Linked DNA regions of Mus musculus: regions 1, 2, 4 and 5 are each linked to region 3. Evidence: chromatin contacts called from public HiCAR-type, HiChIP or PLAC-seq and Micro-C data. All regions are on one chromosome and are shown on one strand. Each heading gives the region's core, a stretch centred on a gene start, on an enhancer-like site or on the middle of the called end of the contact. The rest is flanking DNA. Distances are from core to core; before and after follow the strand shown.

The links. Hi-C and Micro-C count contacts between places; a contact is called where the count stands out from the background. HiCAR-type assays count read pairs that join an accessible place to other places. HiChIP or PLAC-seq counts read pairs in DNA pulled down with a chosen protein or histone mark.
Region 1: a contact with region 3 is called in a HiCAR-type map of astrocytes, with 4 times the contacts expected there. The contact joins the promoter of Asphd2 here to the promoter of 2900026A02Rik in region 3. A contact is called at or near these places in 2 of 484 Hi-C or Micro-C datasets (both in embryonic stem cells) and 2 of 115 datasets of contacts at active chromatin or transcription factors (astrocytes and forebrain).
Region 2: a contact with region 3 is called in a FOXA1 HiChIP or PLAC-seq map of pancreatic cancer cells. The contact joins the promoter of Usp30 here to the promoter of 2900026A02Rik in region 3.
Region 4: a Micro-C map of embryonic stem cells shows a contact between it and region 3, with 4 times the contacts expected there. The contact joins the promoter of Ficd here to the promoter of 2900026A02Rik in region 3. A contact is called at or near these places in 2 of 39 promoter capture datasets (embryonic stem cells and hippocampal neurons), 1 of 15 datasets of contacts at CTCF or cohesin (embryonic stem cells), 7 of 484 Hi-C or Micro-C datasets (the N1E-115 cell line, embryonic fibroblasts and embryonic stem cells), 2 of 115 datasets of contacts at active chromatin or transcription factors (astrocytes and embryonic stem cells) and 1 of 9 other capture datasets (embryonic stem cells).
Region 5: a contact with region 3 is called in an H3K4me3 HiChIP or PLAC-seq map of embryonic stem cells, with 7 read pairs. The contact joins the promoter of Selplg here to the promoter of 2900026A02Rik in region 3. A contact is called at or near these places in 1 of 39 promoter capture datasets (embryonic stem cells) and 1 of 115 datasets of contacts at active chromatin or transcription factors (embryonic stem cells).

The regions. Positions count from the first base shown.
Region 1 is chr5:112,393,006-112,396,114 of GRCm38.p6, forward strand. It overlaps Asphd2 (aspartate beta-hydroxylase domain containing 2), which reads right to left and starts at 1,768. Exons shown (of 6, transcript NM_001357013.1): 1 at 1,713-1,768; 2 at 780-994; 3 at 455-578.
Region 2 is chr5:114,098,805-114,101,937 of GRCm38.p6, forward strand. It overlaps Usp30 (ubiquitin specific peptidase 30), which reads left to right and starts at 1,529. Exons shown (of 13, transcript NM_001033202.3): 1 at 1,529-1,711. The coding sequence starts at 1,629.
Region 3 is chr5:113,219,375-113,222,589 of GRCm38.p6, forward strand. It overlaps 2900026A02Rik (RIKEN cDNA 2900026A02 gene), which reads right to left and starts at 1,902. Exons shown (of 13, transcript NM_001375886.1): 1 at 1,837-1,902.
Region 4 is chr5:113,733,995-113,737,050 of GRCm38.p6, forward strand. Ficd (FIC domain containing) reads left to right here and starts at 1,788. Exons shown (of 3, transcript NM_001010825.3): 1 at 1,788-2,055; 2 at 2,827-3,056. The coding sequence starts at 2,878.
Region 5 is chr5:113,829,007-113,831,751 of GRCm38.p6, forward strand. Selplg (selectin, platelet (p-selectin) ligand) reads right to left here and starts at 1,495. Exons shown (of 2, transcript NM_009151.3): 1 at 1,343-1,495.

The DNA of each region.
Region 1 (3,109 bases), core at 518-3,017, 830 kb before region 3:
GATCAACAGGCAAACCAAAGGTGGAGGGTGTCCCAAGGCTCCCACCCCAAGCAGAAGGCAAAGCCGAAGCAACCTGACTGAGAGTGATGTCCACTCCTGGAGTCAAGGAAAACTGCTGGTGCTCATGCCTCACCTACTGGCACCATCCTGGTGTCGGCTGAATAAAGCATCACTTGACTATAATGTTTAGGAAGTCAAAAACACGCACACTGAATATTCATGGAACTCTTAGGCTTCTAGGAAAAGTACAGGAACAGGGAGAGGAGAAGTCAGCTTCTTCTCGAGCTGCTGAGCCGGTGTTAAGCTTAACACCCACCCTCCTCCATGGGTGATACCATCAGCCCTGACGGTTTCCTCTTTAGGAAAAAGGGGAAAAGCCCCAGAAAGGTGCCTTTTTTGGCACCTGCTCTTTGAGAAAGCCCAGGGTTCCCAAGATTCTATGTGAGACTCTCACCTGGTGTTCATAGACTCTGAGGAAACTGTAACTCCAAAACTGCTTTCATCAGCCAGGTTTCTTCGGATGTCCTGAGCCCCAGTCAGTGGTAATAACTGACTCAAGAAACCGAGTTCCCACCAACCTGCTCATGTCAAAAGCAGATGGATAGGATACCTCTCCACTGCCAGCCCTTCCCCTCCTCAGAACAGCCTTGCTTGCTCCGGACAAAGCAAACAAGAGCCCTCCCTTAGACAGAGCAGTAAACATTCAGCAAGGAGAGAGCCTAACCTCTCCACATGACCAAATCCAGCACTAAGAGAAGGAGCTGGGACCTGCCACTCACTTGAGTTCCAGGAGGCTGGCGGCCCCTTCGCCCAGGGAGGGACACACAAGTCCAGAGCTGATTTGTGACAAGAGAACAAACTCTGGTTTTGGTAGAGTGTGTGGCATCAGGATAATAGGTAGACACACACACTTCTGGCTCTCTTCACAGATCAGTTCCCATCAGGAACGGGCATCATGCAGCCCCGAACCTCAGATCTCAAAGATCAGCCGGCTCTGGGGAATAAAGGACAAATTCAAGTCCGATCAAAGATAACTTCTGACGTGAGGAATGCCTGGGGAGACAGTCTCCACTTGACCCAGTTAACCCGGATCAGATGACCAGCTCAGGAAGCTTTCTGATGACAAAGAGACCGGGTCACCCTGAGGTGAAGCCAGGCGACCCCGAACCCCCCCCCCCCCCCGCAAGGTACAGCACACCACAGGAGAGGATAGGGGGTAGCTGTGTTGCTTGCTATCCTCTCTACCAGGGGGCGCAGAGAACTGTCCGGAGACAAGCCCTCCCCTCTAGGGACCTTCCTCCTCACAGTCTCCCGCCAGTGTCACAGGCCCTGGAGAGAGTACGACAGAAGAGGTCAGAAAGATGCGTTAACGCAGGTAGTCAGGGGAAGAGATGGTGAGGTGAGGGTTACCTGGAAAAGTGGGAAGGAGGTTTAGGGCGCGTGACAATTCTCGGGACAGGGAGGTGGGTCAAAGTGGGTGATGCTGAGGAGGATGGGGGATCAGGGGAAAAGGCGAAGGAGGAAGCTGGAAAGAGAGAAAGAGGGGGAGGAGAAAAGGTGGGGGTGATGCTGCGCTGCGCGGTCCAGCTCGAGAGGCACTCAGCACGCAGCCGGTGCTAGGCGACCGCGGGCCCTGGGCCGGCCCGGGATGCAGGCGCGGGCGCCCCTAGCATCGTCCTCCTCTGCCCCGCAGCCCTGGAGACCCCGCTTACCTGCGCGGGCGGCTGCGGGGACCCGGGCGACGCCACTGCCCCAGGGACGCGGCCGCCCCCTGCCGCGCCCGCAGCCGCCGCCCGGCCGGAGCCGCGAGCCCCGCCGAGCCGGTGCCGCCCGCGCTGCGCTCCGCCACCCCGAGGACCACAACTCCCACAATGCCGCGCGCGCCTGGCGGCGGGGAGGGGGCGGCGGGGCGGGGCGGGACCCCCGGCGCATGCATCTGCCGCGCGTACCCGCGGGGGGCTCCGCGCGTCCCGCCCCACCGAGCATCGGGTGCGCGCATCAGGTCCGGGGGCTTCGCCTATCAGACGCCTTTGTTCCTCCCTCCCTCCCTCCTGCATCCCCTCCGCTCGGTCCTCCCTTCCGCATCTCCTCCCCTTGGTGTCCTTCCCCTCGCCCCTCTTGCCTGTGATGAATCCCACACACACTTCTGAGGCCCCGCGGACACGTGGGATGAAATTGCAAATGGAACAGCCTGGAAGATCCGCGGCTCCCGGCCCCGCCTGGGCGCTGCTGACTGGAGCTGTTGCAGACCTGGCGCCTGCCCACAGGGAGGCCCAGTCTAGCTAGCCACGGCCAGTTCTGCCCAGTTCACTGGAGGGAAAGGGGCTGCTCAGCCTGGCCTAGGGACACCGCGCTGCGAGCGCCCAGGGAAGCGTGGGCTCCTTGGAACAGTGCATGGGCGTTCTGGGAGCGTGGGGTGGGATGCCAGCCCACAGCCCATCTGTGTCTGTCCTCGAACCTACTGCTTCCAATCCCAGCATGCATCTTTGTCCTGGCCTAGAATCCTCATTTTTGTCCAGGATAAAATCACCTCGGGTCTGTCCCAGAAGCCCCCTGCCCTTCACCCAAGCTCGCACTTATACAGTTGGTGATAGAGAACCCACTTGCTTCACCCAGGACCCCTGTTTCCTGACTCAGAACCCACTCCATGCCCTGGAGTCTCCATCTTAGTCCCTTAAGCCCTTGTTACAATTCCAGGAGTAGAATAGCATCCCCCCCCCCCCCCACCACCACTTTTTATTTTAATACAGTGACTCAAAACGCGTCATTGGTTCAGCAAGGTTCTTTTGCGGGGACGCCACCAAGACACCTGACAGAAACCAATGGAGGTGGGAAAGCTCACCTGGGCTCACAGGTCAAAAGTTTTCAGTCCGTTATGGCAGAAAACGCATGGAGGGATGCTACACTTGTAAGCGTGTGATCTAGGCTCAGGAAATTGGGGCAAAACCAGGGTCAGTCTGTCCTTCAAAACCCACCTCTCCCGCCTACTTCCTGCAACCAGACCCACCTCCCGTTGTAAACTCCAGGGCCTCCACAATCGGTGCCATAGGCCGAGAACAAATGATCAGACCATGAATATGTCTTACATAGATTGAGAGCCTGTAAAATG
Region 2 (3,133 bases), core at 279-2,778, 880 kb after region 3:
TTTTTTAAATTGGCTAAAGATTGTAAGATGGTTCCGTTGCTGTGGAAAACAATCTAGAAGTGTCTAAAAAAAAAGAATTAGCATATAAATCTATAATCTCATTACTTGATATATATCTGGAAGGGCTGAAAACAAGACCAGAAAGAGAGGGTTATGTGCCCGAGTTTATTGCCAAGAAGTGGAAACAACCTGAATGTCCATTGAGACATGGACAGGAGAGAGAAACTAGTACTTACAATGGAATATTACTTTCCTGTAAAAAAAGACTTTATGCCAAGTGAGCTAAGACAGTCACCAAAGAACTCTGAGCGACTCCTGTCCTGAGACAGCCAACCTCAACCTCACAGGAATAGAAATAGAATGGAAATTACTAGAACAGAAGACAGGAAGGGGGAGTTACTCAACACACACAGTTCGGCTTTGAGAAGAGAAATGGTATAAAGATCTGCAGCACATACAGCAGCATGCCCACACAAGAGAGGAATCTAAAAATTCTAACACCTTTTTTATTGTATGTATGACAGAGGGAGATTTGCAGCTGATAAATATCTAGTTTGTTTCCATGTTTTGCTGTTTTAAAGAGTGAATTCACAAACATTTGTGTGGGACTGTTTAGGACTTTGTATAAACCTAATAGAAACAGATTTCTAAGACACTGCATTTTAATTTATTGCATTTGTGTGTCTGTGCACTTGTGTATGCATGTGTATATATGTGTGCACATGTGCATGCAAGTGTATGTGCATGTGTTTGCATGTATTTGTATGTATCTGTATGTTTATAGGTGTGTGTGTGTGCACGCGTGTATATGTGTGCTGTGTGCATGTGAATGCATGCATGTATGTGTATACGTGTATGGGTATATATACTGTGCATATGTGTGCGTATGTGTAGTGTGCATGTGTATATATATACGTGTGTGTGTGCGTGTGCATGTGTGCACATATGCATGTGTGTGTATTGTGAAGTGTGCATCTATGTATAAATGTGCATGCGTGTGTGCAGGTGTATGTGTGTGCATATACGAGTGTAAGTGCAGGCATATGCATGTGTATGTGTGCATGTGTTTGTGCGCGCGCGCGTGTGTGTGTGTTGCGCACCACAGCACACATAGGAAGGTCCTGATAACTTTGGTTCTCTTCTACTGTATGGTTCTGGGCACTGAACTCAGGGTGTGAGATTTGGGGGCAGCTGTTTTTACCTACAGAGCCATCTTGCTAACCCCACATTTTAAAAAATCAAAGCTAGAGCCATCTATTTTTAAATTTTCCAGTTTAATAACAGCCTTTCCACATGAACCAAGCTCCGTCCTGGAGGCGGAGCAAATGCGAAGGCTCATAGCTTCCGAAGTGGTCCCCGGGCCCCGGGAAACCTCCCTTAGCAACGAATCAGGCTGCGGTTGCTAGGAGCAAAGGAACCGGGGAGGGGTCGTCCGTTCACTATTTCAGTCCGGTGTGACTAACTTCCGGTCCGTCCTCCTGGCTTCTTCCCCCCTCCGCCGAAGCGGGGTCGCCACCGCGGGTTCCTCCACTTTGCGAGCCTCCTGTCTTGGGCTCCTCATTCCGCTGCGGCGGGCGGGCGAGCGGGGGGCGGCGGCGGCAGCGGTAGCGGCGGCGGCAGCGAGCGCGATGCTAAGTTCCCGGGCGCAGGCGGCGAGGACGGCGGCCGACAAGGCCCTGCAGCGCTTCCTGCGCACCGGGGCGGCCGTCAGGTGAGTGGGTGGGGGTGCGGGGTGGCGGTGGCGGCCGCAGGGCCTCCAGGCCTGCGCGGACCCGGCCGAGGCGGAGGCCGCGGCCCGGCGTCGCCTCCTCGTCCCTGCTGTGGCCGCGGCCTGCGACGCCCCGCAGCCCCTCGCGGTGACCCCAGACTCGGGCTCCGGGCACACAATCTGCACGCCGCTGCTCCCCCGCAGTTTGTCAGATGCCGGTCTCCCACCTCTGCCATGCTGGAGATTCTCACTTCTGCATCCCAAACCGCTCCGGTTCCCAAGCTTCCGAAGGCTCCCAGCCGCTGAGCTCCCCAGGCTGTGACAATTCCAGGCTCTTCGTTCCTGCTAGGACCCCCGTCTGCACCCCAGCCCGGTTGATCTTCCCAAGGCCTGGGGCCACACCCCCGTTGCTCACCCTGACTGCTGGGACCTGTTGCTTGGGTTGGCTACCTTGGATACCGGGGCAGGTCTAACAGCATCTTATCCGGCTCTGAAGCCCCCCACCCCGTGTTTATTCCGCCCAGCGGCCCTATTTTACCAGGTGGGAAGGAAGGCTTGATTGGGCCTTGCGGCCTAACAGCTGACCTGAGAGCAGGGCTGGTGGCCAGCTTAATCTCACCCTCAGGCTCACGTACCGTCTTCATGGTACGGTTCTGCAGAAGAACTAGTCAATCAACACCATGCCTCGGTTTCCCTCGTTGAGTGTGTGCCGAGCAGGTGTGCTGTAACTGGCCCCCTCCTTCTCCCGCTGACTGCTTTTTAAGCCAAGGTCTGTGCACATTCTATGGACTCACCCTGGAAGAACAAAAAGATTTGAAACTGGTAATTAGCTGTGACATCGGAGAATGCTGGCCGTTGTCTGACGATTGCTGTTGTCACTAGTGATCCTTTTCAGGGAGTGTTTATTCAGCTGAGACCAATATTCATGCAGGCAGAATTAGGGGGACAGATCTTAGTGGTAGAGCATTTGTCTGTCCTGCATAAGGCCCTAGCTAGGGTCAGTCCCTGGTACCAGGGGAGGTGATCAACTTCATATAGTCCAAGCATTAGGTAAGAACGTATTACACACATGTCCACATGCAACATATATGTGGGTACATGTTACACACACGTTGCACGTATGTGTGGGTTGCCTTACTTGGAGATACAGAACTTTGTATAAAATTGTGTTTTGAATTACTGCTGCAGTTTTCTTAATTGTGGGAAAAAAGAATAGTGTCCACCTTCAAGTCTAGCCTGGAACGAAGAAATCTTTAATCGTATGAACATATAGATGTCCTCTTGTGGTATTGTTTCGTATTCTCAAAGAGAAATCCATTTTTAAAGCCAGGCCTGGTGCCACCGCTCTGTCACGAATTGCTCATGAGCCAGGAGGACTCTTGAGTTCAGAGCCAGCCTGAGCAACAACAACAACAACAACAACAA
Region 3 (3,215 bases), core at 652-3,151:
GCCTCCTCCGGGAAGCCCCCCTTGGTTTACCTTTGTTGCTTCTCAGCAATTTTGCCTCACTGTCTCCAAACATCCATCAAGTTCCCCCAAGAGGAGTGGCAGGGCTTAACCCACACTCCCGGAATCTGAAGCAGGCAGGGGCAGGAGTGTGTGCCTCCAGGCAGGGATCTGGTCCCCTCAGTCCCAAGCCTTCCGATGCAGGACAGGAGTGTAAAGGTCTTTTATTTGCTCAACACGCCCTGCACTCTGGGCAGGACCAGGAGTGAGGTCTTGCCTCTGCCCTACCTCCTACCCAGCCCTCAAGGCTCAGCCCAAGTGTCACCTTTGACCACACACACACACACACACACACTAGGTTGGGCAAGGTACCTGCTTGCTGGAACCATTCTGATGACACAGGCTATCATGACAATAACTCTTCTGGGCTCACGCCCTGAGCTCAATCAGATGCCCTCCATGACCCACCTTACGAACGCTCCTCCCCCGTGATGGAGGAGAGGACCATTTTACAGTTAAAGAACCTGAGTCTCAAAGAAGTACCACGGGATGGTGATATGACTCAGTGGATAAAGGGGCTTGCCAACAAGCCTGAGGACTTGGGTTCAATTCCTGACACCCTTCTCTGCCCCAGACCATGATCCTCCTCTTGCCCCAAGCCACGCCCCCTCCTCTGCTGTCCCATTCTCCGTCCAGATTGACCCAGGGTTCACTCCTCCGGGCTTGACTTTCAGCCTAGTGCTTGACACAGAACCATTTGTTAATGAATGAATGACTGATGAACGGACATACTCGTTTGGAGGCAGCTCATCCCGTGTGTTGGTTAGGTGATTCCTGGTGATGCTAGCAGGGGTCAGATGCCAGGGATGCACAACTGACCTCTGAACTCCCTTGCCCTCTGGTGACTCTGTGGGGGGGGGGGCGGGGCTGTATAGCTCAGAGTCTGGGGTGAGGGTGCTCCCCAACATCACAAATCAACAAAGACGTGGAGCAGGCTAGACGGCTAGAAAGTCATCCCTGAAGAACAGATTCTGACCTGCTCTGGGCTGGTCCAAGCTGACTCCGATGTACCCCTGCACACAGCTGCAGGCAAGGCTGGACCACGCGTCCAGACTCTGCACTTCTCGGGCCTAAGTGCGCCCCTGCCAAGCCCTCAAGTCTCCCCTGAACCCACCAAGGCACCGGTGTCTGCAGAGCCCAGCCCTGGCCGCACGCCTGCCCTGCGGGGTGGCAAAGAGAAAGTTGGCCGCTTGAAGCCTCCACCTAGAGTCCCGATTACTGATTAACCAGTCCCAGCGCTTCTCTGTGCGTGGCCTGGAGCCGCAACTCGCCCCAGTGGAAGAAAGTCCAAGTTACACATCTTTGTCACCGCGGACCAGGGCAGTGCGCGCGCCACCCCGGAGGGCGCGACCCCGGGGACAGGGCGCAGGCTCCAGCGCCAGCCGCAGGCCCTCGAGGGGACAGCTCTCTGCAACAGGCGCCGTCCCTCCGAAAGCAAAAGGCCACGGCTTCCCCGCCAGAGGAAGGGTCAGCCCTGGCCTGCACAGCGCGATCCCGAGACACGCGCGAGCCGCGGACGCGCGTGGAGGGAGCGGGGGGCCAGCCCTAGGCATCCTTCGCCGACATTCCCCGGCCGCAGATTCAACGGGATCCACCCCCCTCCCCCAGCAAGTCCGCAGCCGGACTCCGCACGCGGCTCCTCCCGCTCTCCGTTTCGCCCTCCCTCCGCTAACTTTGCCAACTTTACACGCGGCCCCGCGGGCAGGAGTGGGCGTCCCCGTGCGTCTCCGCGCGCCCCCGCGGCCCGCCCGCGCGCCCCCGCGCCCTCCGCGCACCTACCGCAGTGGCCCGCCGGCGCCGCACCTGCCCGCCCGCACCTGCCGCGGCGCGCGCAGCCTCGCCGCTGGGGGGCGGGGCTCGGGCGGGAAGCGCCCCGTCGCCGTGGCAACCGCACCCGGTGGCGCCTGCGCAGAGCGGCGAGGGGCGGAGCGCGGGAGCCCGGAGCCGCGAGACTATGTGGGGCGCGCCCCCTGCCGGGTGGAAGCGGCATTGCGCCACGGTGCCGGCCAAGGCACCTACTGTGTGCCCCGAGGTGGGGTGACAGAGCATTGCCCACCAAGGGCCCTGCTACTGCGCATTCCTGACCAGCTGTCTTGTTCGTTTTCATTAATCATATCGACCACTATGGTTTTGGTTTTTTTCTTTCTTTTTATATTCCTTTCTCTTAAAAACAAAACTATTTCTTTTATTGTTAGATATATGTGTATATGTGCACGTAAGTGCAGGTGCTGACAGAGGCCAGAAGAGGGCAACAAATTCCCAGAAACTGGAGTTGGAGGAAGTTGGACACCATGTTGGAAATTAACGCTAGCAGGAAGGATGGATGAGATAGGGGATTTACGGAGGAGAAACTGGGAAGGGGGATAACTTTGGAAATGTAAATAAATAAAATAACCAATAAGAAATAAAATACACCATTGCATACACCAGCAAGATTTTGCTGAAAGGACCCTGATATAGCTGTCTCTTGTGAGGCTAACACAGAAGTGGATGCTCACAATCAGCTATTGGATGAAACACAATGGAGTAGCTAGAGAAAGTACCCAAGGAGCTAAAGGGGTCTGTAACCCTATAGGAGGATCAACAATATGAACTAACCAGTACCCCCAGAGCTCGTGTCTTTAGCTGCATATGTAGCAGAAGATGGCCTAGTCAGCCATCATTGGGAAGAGAGGCCCCTTGGACTTGCAAACTTTATCTGCCTCAGTACAGGGGAACACCAGGGCCAAGAAGTGGGAGTGGGTGGGTAGGGGAGTGGGACAGGGAGGGTATGGGGGACTTTTGGGATAGCATTTGAAATGTAAAATAAGAAAATACCTAATTAAAAAAAAGAAACAAAATAAATAAATTCTAGGCTTACAAAAGTGATGCATTCCACCACTAACGAGCTCCTAATTAAAAAAAAGAAACAAAATAAATAAATTCTAGGCTTACAAAAGTGATGCATTCCACCACTAACGAGCTCCTCGTGCTCCAGTCCTCTTCCTCTCCCCAGAGGCTCCCTATGTTGTTGCTCAGGTTTGAGCTCCTGAACTCAACCCATTCTCTCCTCAAGTCCCTTCCTTTACCCCAGTAGCTGGAACATCTCTGGAACGCTACCCTGCCAGCCTATGCATCTTTGCTAAGTACCTTTTCTATGCTGGGCTCTGGGGACTCCG
Region 4 (3,056 bases), core at 538-3,037, 510 kb after region 3:
GGACATTGGAAGAAGGAAGATTCGCTCTTCTTCCCCTGCGTGCACTTACTTGCTGGCACATCTGTTGGAACCTACTTCTACAGAAGACCAGCTGAAAACACCCAGCCTCGTGCAACTGAGCAACTACCGGATCCTTGGACTTCCCACTCACAGCTGACTATTGTTGGAGAGTTGGGCTACAGACTGTAAGTCATCATAACAAATTCCCTTACTATATAGAGACTACCGAAAAGTTCTGTGACTCTAGAGAACCCTGACTAACATACTACATTATAAAATTATATTTAAACATAGTTTCCTCATGCTGTGGTGACCCCCAACTATAAAATTATTTCATTACTACTTCATAGCCATACGCTTGCTACTGTGATGAATCGTAATGTAATGTAAATAGCTAATATGAGAGCCCTGTGGGGTCATGGCCCACAGGTTGAGAATCACCGCACTAGCGTTATCTGGAGGGAAAGGAACTTCAATTGAGAACAATGTTTCCATAAGATCCAACTGTAGGGCATTTTCTTAATTAATGATTGATGGGGGAAGGCCCCGCCCATTGTGGGTGGAGCCATCCCTGGGCTGGTCAGGGGGTTCTATAAGAAAGCAGGCTGAAACCGGATTTGGTGGTATATGCCTCTAATCCCAGCACTCAGAAGGCAGAGGCAGAGGCGGGAGGTTGGGGCTAGCCTGGCCTATACAGTGAGTCCCAGACCAATTTAAGCTACCTGCAGGTGACAGATCAGTAAAGTAGATTGACACCACCAAGTCAGTCTGCTAGTGGCAGAGCTGGGATGCGAACCCAGGGCTGTGTGGCTCCATGAAAAGAGTCCCAAATCCAGAACCTGAGGGCTAAGGCAGGTAGGAGCCAAACTTGGTGACCTGCGTTCAATCCACAAACCCATATGGTAGAAGGAGAAAGCCCAGGTTTGCAAACTGATCTCTGTGCACGTGCGCGCACACGAACTTTTTTTTTTTTTTTTAATTAAGAGATGTGAGCTGTTGTCCCATTCTGCCGTTGAGAAAACTGATCCAAGATCACAAGAGACTGAGGGCAAAAATCTGAATCTGTGGGCCGTCTGACTCCAGAGTGTGCCCAGTAACCTCTCAAAGCAGGCCCTGGGAGCTTCCGGTTCAATATTTGTGGGTTGAGATGGGAGCCCTGCCCTCTGCACCAAAGAAAACTTAATTTGGTAAACAAAAAGCCATAGCCAGCCGCTCCAGAGAATGCAAACTAAAAAAGGTCAGGAGGGCATGTTGGCTCAAAATGACCCGGGTTGAATACTAAGCCAGCTCGGGCTACACAGTAAGTCCCGACCAACCTGGGCTACACCGTGAATTAATTCCTAGCCAGGCCTGGTCTACACGGTGCGAAGCCATCTCAAAAACAAAAGTAGATTAGAGAGGACAAGAAAGGGGGTAAAGAAAAGGGACAAACGGTGAAACCGGGACTAAGAAGTGGGAAACGTTTGGTGATGTGGCTACTGCCATTGCACACCAGAGAAACTGAAGCACACAGAGCCTAGGTGGAGGCCCAGGAAGGTAGCAGATGCTGGGACGGGAAAACAGGACGCAAATGCTCGCCCTAGCCGGTGGCCTCGACCCCGCCCCATGCACACAAGCGACAGCCAATGGAAGCGGCACACGGCGCGCCTTTCCCGGGGGGATGCTCTAGCTAGCTCTAGAACCCGGAAGCGCGGCGGATGGACAAGTCGAGACAGCCAATCCGCCGCGGCAAGGGCGGCCGTCCGTCCAATGGCGAGGCGACGGGAGCGGGGCGAGGTGGTGGGGGCGGGGCCTGCGACCGCGGCTGCGGGGAACGGCCGCGCGGGTTTGGATGCTGGAGGCGGGCACGAGCCCTGGGCCGGTTCGTAGCGGGAGCTCGCGGCAGCCTCATTCCACCCCCCACCCCACCCCCCGCTTCGGGAGTAAGCCGAAGTCTGCTGGGCTCGAGCCGCTGCACAGGCCGCGCGAAGTGATGACGTGGCGGGTCAGGCCCCGGAGCTCCGGCGCCGCCTGTCAGAACGGCGTCATCCCTCATCTGTAAACCGGGAGCTACAGGTAGCTTGCTCGCTCTTCGCAAGGGGGCTGACAGCGTGCAAGGCTGGCCGGCAGCGCAGTGTCCGGCACACCATAGTTGCCCAATAAATGCTTATTGTTGGCAAGATGGCATTTGCATACCTGATCCCTCGCTCCCCCCCCCCATCCCCCGCCAGCCCCCAAGCTTGTGTTCGCCCTCGCTGAGGTAGGGCATCATCACCCACTGTTGTTGGCCAGGCCTTGGGTTTCCCTGTCTATGATGGACAAGCCAGGGAAGGAAGGGCAGAAGGGACACAACATTGGTCACCGAGGCTGTCGGTATTCATATGGTAACATCAGGACACCAGACATTTGTCCTTATCGAAGATTGTGGTGTGTGTCCAGGGGCGTATGCAGGAGTTACAGCCCAAACACTAGGTGTCCTGTGGCAATAGTCGCTTGTGGTGGACTAGTGGACTAAGAGGGGGGCTGAAAAGTCCCCGACTTCACTTTTCTGAGTTCTGATTGCATCTCCTCTGGGGAGGGCGGTGTGGAAACATCACCTCCTGGGGTTGTAGGCTGAGATTATGAAAGTTAATATATATAAATGCATTAGAGTCCTATCACTCTACCCCGGAGGAGCTATGGGTTAGGATGAATCTTCCCAGGCTGGCCCTGCACCATGAGACCCCTCCCCCATTTCCGTGGTCCCTAATGAATTAGAAAGTGTGACGATTCTGTGTCTGGTCTCTCCATCTGGGAACGGGTCCACTCCCACTGCCTCATTCTTTTACAATGCTTGGTTCCTTGCAGGGTCCAGCTTTTCCTCTGTGTCGAGTGCTCTGGGCCCAGCCCTCAGTCCAGATGATACTCATGCCAATGGCGTCGGTGGTGGCAGTGGCCGAACCCAAATGGGTCTCCGTCTGGGGCCGTTTCCTGTGGATGGCGCTGCTGAGCATGGCTCTGGGGTCGCTGCTGGCTCTGCTGCTGCCGCTGGGAGTTGTGGAAGAGCATTGCCTGGCTGTGCTCAGAGGTTTCCACCT
Region 5 (2,745 bases), core at 245-2,744, 610 kb after region 3:
ACATGAATGCTCTCTTTCTCTTTCTTTCTCTCTCTCTTTTTTTTTCTTCGAGACATGCTCTCAAAACACACACATAAAACTTTTAAAAATAATAAGACTAAGCCAGGCAGTGGTGGCACAGGCCTTTAATCCTAGCACTTGGGAGGCAGAGGTAGGTGGATTTCTGAGTTTGAGGCTAGCCTGGTCTACATAGTGAGTTCCAGGACAGCCAGGGCTACACAGAAATCCCGTCTCGAAAAAAATTAATAATAATAATAAAATAATAGCAATGATAATGATAATACCAACTTAAAAAAACAATTTCCTATGAACAAGTACTGTTTTCTCAATCTGATTTAATTAAGAAAAAAAAAAAGGCAGGGCTGGTGAGATGACTCAGCGGTTAAGATTGCCGACTGCTCTTCCAAAGGTCCTGAGTTCAAATCCCAGCAACCACATGGTGGCTCACAACCATCTGTAACAAAATCTGATGTGCTCTTCTGGAGTGTCTGAAGACAGCTACAGTGTACTTACATATAATAAATAAATAAATAAATAAATAAATAAATAAATAAGAAAAAAGGGATTAAAGTGGAGGCTGGATGGCTCTGAGGGTCAAAGTGCTTGCTGGGGAAGCCTGCTGACCTGAGTTCAGTTCCCAGAACCCACTGTGGGAGAGAACTGACTCCCCCAAGTTATTCTCTGACCTCCACACATACTGCATAACACTCATGTGCCTGCTCATGCGCACAAGTGCCCATGCCATATGCTCATATGCAAATAATAGTTAATAAATAATAATAAATGAAAATAAAAATTTAGATCCAAGAAGGCTGGTATGGTGGTGCATATAACCTATATAACCCTATATAACCCTAGCATGAGGCCAAGGCAAGAGGCTAGCCTGGGCTACATAGAGTTCCAGGCTAGCCTATGAACAAATGGAGACCATATCTGATTTGAGAGAGAGGGAGGGAGGGAGGGAGGGAGGGAAGAGGAGGAGAGAGAGAGAGTATCCCAAAGAATGTTTCATGCCTTAACAACCTTGAGACAAACTCCACGACTCGTCCAGACTCAGTCTCAGCTCTGGCCTTGAGCTTCCCACAGTTGAGAGGAAGGGTGGGATAGTTTCAGGGCAGAGGACCCGGGCTTCTCTGAGCCTCCACACAGAGACTGCAAGGCCAGCCTGGTAAACAGGCAGTAGCTGAGCATTTTCAGCTAAGGATGGAGAAGCCCAAGTCTCCTGGGAGACCTCGGCCCAGAACGTCAGCACCACTCACAAGGGCCCAGGCACCTTGCAAAGGCGGGCTCCTTGTCCCTTGGGCCCCCAGCCACTCCCCATGGTTTTTCGAATCAGACTTACCGTGCCCAACAGAGCATGGGGCAGCTGCCTCAGGGCCCAGAAGCAAACGACTCTGCCTCAGTGACAGGGCCCCAGTCCACACTGCCAGACACTTGTGGTCCCAATCTGCCCGCCAACCCCCAACGGCAGGGTGTGGAAGAAGGAAGCGAGAATGAGGTTACTCAGGCTGGTCACGTGACGCGCCCACACCCCCTTGTTTGTGACAGCTTTGGTGACAAGTCTGATTAAAGCTGGGTGGGCAGTGTGATGGCGGTTTGTTGGGACTGATAACAATCTTGAAAGTTCAAGGAAGGTATGGGGGGTGCTTACTGTGAGGGGACCTCTACATGAGACCTCAGAGAAGAGTCACAGCCTTGTTCTATGGGCAACTGGAGAGAGGCAACCAGAGAGAACCCCTGCCATGGAGGCAAAGGCCAGACAGAAGGGAGGGAGGGTCTCAATGGAGATGGAGAATGGGAGGCAGAGGGGCAGGAACTGCAAATCACCCACCTTTTTGGAGCTTATGCATAGAGTGTTTTTTGTGTGTGTGCATGCTGGTGTGTGCACACGTGTGTGCTTGTGTGCACATGTGTGTATGTATGTGTGTATGTGCATGCATTTGTACATGTGTATGCTCATGTGTGTATGTGCATGCATTTGTACATGTGCATGCTCATGTGTGCATGTGTGTATACATGTGTATATGCACATTTGTGTACGTGTGTGCATGCATGTACACGTGTGTTTGTACATGTGCTTGTGTGTGAGTCACATGCATTCTTGTGCATACTCCCCAACCTCTCCACGTCTCCACAGCTCAGCTTGGCCTCAGGATCCTCCTTTCTCTGGGGCTACGAGGCTTTTCCTCTCACAGGGTTCTACATAACTGGGTGTAGTGGCTCTCACTTTTAATCTTAGTGGTGGGGATGCCAAAGCAGGAAGAGTACTGTGGGTCTGAGGCTAGCCTGGGCTAAAGTTACTCGCCAGGCAGTGGTGGCTCGAACCTTTAATCCCAGCACTTGGGAGGCAGAGGCAGGCAGATTTCTAAGTTTGAGGCCAGCCTGATCTCAGAGTGAGTTCCAGGACAGCCAAGGCTACACAGAGAAACCCTGTCTCAAAAAACCAAAAAACCAAACCAAACCAAACCAACAAAAAAGTAAGACCCTGTCTTAACTGCTCCATGAAAAATCCAACAGTCAAGGACTCGCCAGACAGGGAGGGTCATTCCCCAATGGATTTCTCCCTTATCTGTTCCTTTGCCCAACAGATTTCCTTTGCCTGTATCTCAGGTTGATCAGCAGCCTTGGTCTCATACAATCCCCCTTGTCCATGGGATGGTGAGGCCAGCCAGTAAACAGGCTGGTAGACCATGACCACATACCCTCCAGTAAAAGCGACACTCCAGGGTGAGCTACGGGGTCAGG